Regions from separate parts of the Anas platyrhynchos genome. Here region 1 is linked to region 2. The links are chromatin contacts, called in public Hi-C maps. All regions are on one chromosome and are shown on one strand. Each heading gives the region's core, a stretch centred on a gene start, on an enhancer-like site or on the middle of the called end of the contact. The rest is flanking DNA. Distances are from core to core; before and after follow the strand shown. Region 1 overlaps SOAT1 (sterol O-acyltransferase 1). Region 2 overlaps NPHS2 (NPHS2 stomatin family member, podocin).

What was found. A called contact is a pair of places that touch in the nucleus more often than the background predicts.
Region 1: a Hi-C map of small yellow follicle shows a contact between it and region 2, with 2.7 times the contacts expected there. The contact joins two enhancer-like sites. A contact is called at or near these places in 5 of 8 Hi-C or Micro-C datasets (F1 follicle, F5 follicle, skeletal muscle and 2 more).

Annotation. Positions count from the first base shown.
Region 1 is chr8:18,782,137-18,785,065 of IASCAAS_PekinDuck_T2T, forward strand. All of the region lies in intron 2 of SOAT1 (sterol O-acyltransferase 1), which reads right to left. Among named protein-coding and RNA genes, the nearest start is that of ABL2, 21 kb to the right of the region's middle. Within about 2 kb of position 1,420, at least 5 of the 8 cell types and tissues checked have an H3K27ac peak or open chromatin away from gene starts, as enhancers often do. A contact at or near this core is called in F1 follicle, where this site is marked.
Region 2 is chr8:18,733,461-18,736,326 of IASCAAS_PekinDuck_T2T, forward strand. All of the region lies in intron 8 of NPHS2 (NPHS2 stomatin family member, podocin), which reads left to right. Among named protein-coding and RNA genes, the nearest start is that of NPHS2, 7.7 kb to the left of the region's middle. Within about 2 kb of position 1,536, at least 3 of the 8 cell types and tissues checked have an H3K27ac peak or open chromatin away from gene starts, as enhancers often do. A contact at or near this core is called in F1 follicle, where this site is marked.

The DNA of each region.
Region 1 (2,929 bases), core at 170-2,669, 49 kb after region 2:
CAAACTTTTAAAAATAGGATTTCATTTTTCTTTTTTCAGCCTTCTGTTGTGGCTGTTACAAGCAAATGACATTGAGATGAGAATTATCCCAGTGCATATGGCCTGTTAGTGCTGCACCTGGGGATCCAGCACAACCGATTTCTACAGGAGACACTAGCCAGCACTCTGCTGAACAAGCTCTCAGAAATTAGCTGTGTCAAAAAAACTTTCATTTTAACTGCTACAGTCTGTAATTACAACTGAGAGCACAAGTGGGAGTAAGTCACTTGAGCAAAGGCATGGTTTGTGTGCAGTGTTATGGTTCCAGCCTGTAATGACTTCAGCCACAGAAGCTGCCTGAAGATCAGCACTCTGAATCACTCCCCCTCAAACTGTTCCTGCATTGTGGAGGTCAGTTTGCTATTAAGGAGCTACAACAACCCAGGACGATGACTACCATTTAAATCACTTCCCAGCATTCAGGACAAAAATGTCTCTGCAGAAAAGCTAAGAACAGCATGCAGAGATGTGGCAATAAAGTGAAGCCTATGTGTCACAAAAGTACTTCTCAGGTAACATTAGGACAACCAAGCACACAAGACAGAACTGTATCTGACAATCACTCAGTTTAGAAGTATTTTCCCCCAACAACATCAGGATTTGTTTAACTTCAAGATCTCGGAAAGTCACAGATACAAATACCCAATACTGCCCTTCCCTAGAAGGGGTTAAAAAATTGTTCAACTGAGAAATAATGAAGACAATATATCATTCAAAAGACTAAAACAACACAGGCAGAAGGATTTCCTGTTACTGTCAGATACCTGGATTCCAAGTGTGTTCTCTAAACACACTGAAAATATTGTTATCTGAAGGACCAGCTACGTTAAAGCCAACCTAGCAGAAGGGTACTGAAAAGGAAGGGGAGTGTTGTATTGCACCAGATACGGAACATGAGTTAATAATTTGATACTAATAAGCCTTACCCTGAGTTATGCTGACTTATGTGGCCACTCAGCAGATAGAGGCAAATTATGCCTAGATTGCCCCTAGTTCAGCCCATCTGCTTAAAGCATGCACAGGCCCTAGAGGTCACTGCACCGCAGCTAGGCAAGGAATCCAGTTAAAAAGCCAAGTTTGCAAGGACCCAGGACCCTGACAACCTCTTCACAAGGAGGAAACATTGGGATGCTCCAGGTCAGGCTAGCTCATCTCCAGGCTCTTCTCAAGAAACCTCCCAGCCTTCACCAAACCCCTGGGTTACAAAACATGCCAGAACCTAGTAATTATCAGAACCCGATCTTAAACAGGTTAACTTCTTCATCAGCCTCCCCACAACACACCCAACAAACTCAATTCAAGCAGCTCACGCGCACTTGTTGCTGTGCCTCAGACACCCAGCTCTGTGAACTTTTGCTCTGTGAACGACCAGCAGTAACCTCCTGGTTAGGAGATAACAAGCCCTTTCCAAGTCCAGCATTACCAGACAGGCTTACTCACACCAGACAGAGATACGCTGCAGAGCTTGTTTGCACACCAGGCCCCTTCTGATTTCTGAGGAAAGAAGGGCAGACTCCACAAGCATCAGTTTACTGGTTTGAATGGTCTCATCTCAGCATTTAGATACAAGTCAAAGAGCCATGTCCTCTCTAATCTTCTAGATCTTTCTATCCAGTTTCCATTACAGCCATTCCAGATATGTTTGCATGCAGCAAGTACTGCCCAGTACCAACATCCCATTAAGCAGAACAGATTTACCTCTGCGTATTTCCCTCTGAAAATATGTAAAACTAATCTTAAAGCAGCCTGGATTTTGACAAGGGATTATTGCTGCCTAGATCATTTGCTGACTATATGCCAAGACCAAATTAGTTGTTTAATTAATATACTAAAGCCAATTCAAGGAGAAAAGATGTGAGACTAATGTTCAGCTACTCTGTCAAAGTGAAGTTACAGACCAAACCATTTTAAGATACAAACCCACCTAGGGACAACCCAAGTACAACCAAAAATTATCCAGTTTTAGAACTCAGCAAACAATGTGAGCTTCCAGCAGCACTCATGAGGCAAACATAGCCTAAGCTACGCAAATGGAAGAGTTTGAGCCATTGTGGTCTTGAAGCCAATACAGGGATTAAATCAGCCAATGCTTTGGGGTTTGAATAAAGAAGGGATTAATAGCCTAGCAGCCTCCGTAAAAAGTTCACACACTTCTGGAAACTAGTCAATTGGCCCTTGACACTAACTCTTGATTTAAAGAGCAGATTGTGGCTGCTAATCGGGGAGGATTGAGAGTGGGAAGTCACCTTAGTGATTGAGTTTTTCTACAAAAAGAATTGCTACAAAGATACTACATATTTATTTGCATACAAGATGCCATCTTCACCTGTCTAGAACTCCTTGGCTGCAGTACCTGTCTTGTCTAAAACTCTACATACCAGAACACTGGCCTCAAGCTGCCTTTGTACATCAGCACTAATGCCTTAGGAATAGTTATGCACAAGCTAGGACAAAAATCTAGAAAAAGAAATATACAGGCATTTCTTTTGAGCAATTCTTCCACCTTAGCTGTGCTTTCACAGAAAACTGTCACTACTTACGCAAGCATATTGGACTACGTTAAGAGTCTGCTACATGAAACACCTGAACTTTGTAAACACCTTGGACTTTGTAAAACTTCAAACTTTGTGACGCAGAGCTGCAGATCTAACCCCGCCATAGAGAGAGATTCCTGACCCGAGGGTTTTGCACGGTCCTGTAATGCACTCAGTCAGAGGCTGACTTGTCCCCTAGCTCCCTGTGGCATTCTCACTGTCACCATCACTGTGGTGAGCAGAGTTTGCAGTAACCAGTCTGAAGTCCTACAACCCTTTTGCTGAACTGGCAGCAACCTTGGAAGATAAAAGGCAGCTAGCTGTAACTAAACAGGATGTCCCTCAGCTGTCCTTGC
Region 2 (2,866 bases), core at 286-2,785:
CCTGTAATATAAAGTAGATTGTACGTGGAAGAAGCTTCTACTTGTTTTGGGAAGGGAAAAATATGGAGCATGAGGAGCAGGGCTGGTGCCTGTGTGAGCAGGGGATTGAGGGAAAAGGGTTGTCATCCCTTCCCTTTCACCTGACCCTGACACCCGGGGTCCGGGCCATCCTGCTGTGTTTTCACACCCCCATCCCCAAACTGACGACCCGTCTCTCACTCATGACATTAGTTACAGGGAATTAAGGTGCAGAAAGCCCCACACTGGGATAAAAGGGGCAGGCTCAAGCTGCCCCACAGGAGGGACTTATCAGAGGCATTGGTTTCCTGTGGTTCTGTCCTTACAGTCAGACTCTTTGGGATTTCCCTTCTGCACTGTTGGCTTTCTTTTTTAAAGAAAAGCAAGTCCTACAGCTGGGTGGTAAAACAAGCCAAGGCAGAAGTGCTTGCACAGGGGCACGTTCCTCCTTATAGCCCATCTCCGTGTGCTGTGTCCAGGGAAGTTGGGAGCGCTCGGGTGGTACAGAAGGGATCCTTTTTCCCTCCGTCTGAACGGGTGATGGGGTGACAACGCCAGAGAGGCAGGGGTGGAAGCCCGACAACTGGGGGAACGGGAAAGGACTTAACACACGGGGAATTTGGAAGGTGCTGCCAGCCTGGCTCTCCTGCAAGGGACAAGAGAGAAGGGTCCTGTCCGTGGCGTACTCTTGGATATAGGATTTCACATCAGCACCTGTGCACATATACATACACACACGGGCAACCAAGGTGTTTAGTTAGCTCTAGTACCAAAAAAGGAGGAAAAGAAGGAAAGGGCAGCATTTATAGTTTGGCACTTTTCAGCTGTGCAGAGGGAAGGCAGGCTGTGCTGCTGCTTGCTTCCACTGGGTGGCGAGGCAGGACAAGATCTGAACTTGTGGGCATCTGCTTCCAGTAGGACTGTCTGAAAATATGAGGTGATCCATTTAGCCAACTACCACCGGGCTGAGAAGTGGGAATCCAGCACGAAGCCAGCAGAGAGCCTTGAGAACAGCAATACTCAACAAACAAACAAACAAACAAAAACCAAACAGTGATACTTTTGCCCACTGCAGCAATCTTGCTAAACTCTACATGCAGGAAGTCCTCAAAATTCTTATAAAATCTGCCCAAAGCTATTTGAAATAGCCAGGGACCTACACATACTGTAAGCCTTTCCCTTGAAGGATATGGGGTTGAAAGAAATACCATGCACTTCGTTATCGCCAAGACAGAAGGCATTTTGTGGCCCTTAATCGCCCACCCAGCAGTTTCTCATCACACGTGCCTAGCAGGGGTAGCCCAGCCAGTCTGTCACTCTTGTATTTTCACTCATTTTTTCCAGTCTCTCTGCCTGCTGGTAAGACACACACTTGGCACCTACCATTTGTAATATTTCTGTTAAATGCAGCTGTGTCCCACGGATGGCCAGCAGGTACTGGCTTAACACTTCTGCAAGGGACAAGGAGCCCACTTCCACTATGTACCACCTAATTCTGTATTTTATCAGCCCTTTCATCTCCCTAGAGTCCCCTTCTCAGCACACAGTGTTCCCGTAATTCTCACCACACAAATATTTGCTGGCCTTCTTACAACAAGGACACTCAGCAAACCAGCCCCTTTCCAAGTGGAAGGGGAAAAAACCCTCATCCTTAAACTCAGTGATCACACAGCATCTGACCTTCAGGTGTCACCTCCCATCCAGTTCATTCTGCCACTGGAACCCTCTCAGGATGCTGTTTGTTGTCTGCAATAGATCTCAGTTGTGATCCAGCCATGGAAAGCTAGCTCTGGGAAACGGAACAGCTCTGTAACCTTCCACTGATGAACATGAGCTGTGTATTCACTTCTCTAAGGCTGGTTCTGTTTTTTAATTTTGATGCTAGGGTAAGCCCCTCTGTTCCAGCTTAGAGCAAAATGGTGTGATACTGCTCATAGCAGCAGACAATCCTTTCTCCAAACACTTCTCAGGCTACATTTCTAACTCCCTGTAAAATAATCCACCCAGACCAAGGTTCCTTGGCAATCAAGGACCATCACCTGCAAGTAATGTCTGAAAAGAACAACAGAGCCTGAGGATTAAGACTTTCAGAGACACATGGCGCCGTGCCAGGGCCCACATCTCTCTATTTGCACTCCTATCTGCAGAAGTCAGGCATATTTTTTTCAAACATGTAACTTTTCTGAAAAGTTGCAGAAAAGGCAGATGAAAGCTAAGAGCATCCTCAGTTCCAAAGAACCCTTGTTCCAGCAGGATCTTTTCTCTTTGACGTACACAGAGCTGGCAGAAACTTGTCGTTTTACCTTCAGGAGGTATTACATTCAAAAACCTTGCAGAAGGAAACATCATTTAAAAATGTGCTTCAGTATTACTGATATATGATGGTTTCAAAATAGAATTTACTCGGGGGGAGTTGGCAGGGGCTGTCTGGAGCAGATGCAATTCCTGACAGTTTCACTGCCTGCTCTTCAGAGCTGAGACTGGGTCAATCTGCAGTCGTGCCAAATCCAGGCAGCTGCTGCTGTCCTTGCAGAGCTTTATAACCACACAGACTGTCCTGGGCTGGGAACTGACAGAAGCAGCAGCCCTGGGCAACCGCCTCGCTGGGCAGTTTGGCTTGCTCAGGCTGTAGGGGTACTGCATATGAGGAGCCAGGGGACTCAGATGCCAAGCACAGAAATCACAGGGAGATAGAGCGTGTGTTTTAAATGCCATCTCAGTACAATGAGAGGGTGAACAAGCTGTAAATGCGTTAGAGTTGTGGAAGGAAGTAGTGAATAAGCAAGATAGGTGTGGAAGTGGTAGAGCCAGCTAGAAAAATGGCATACACGCTGAGATGGCACAGAGA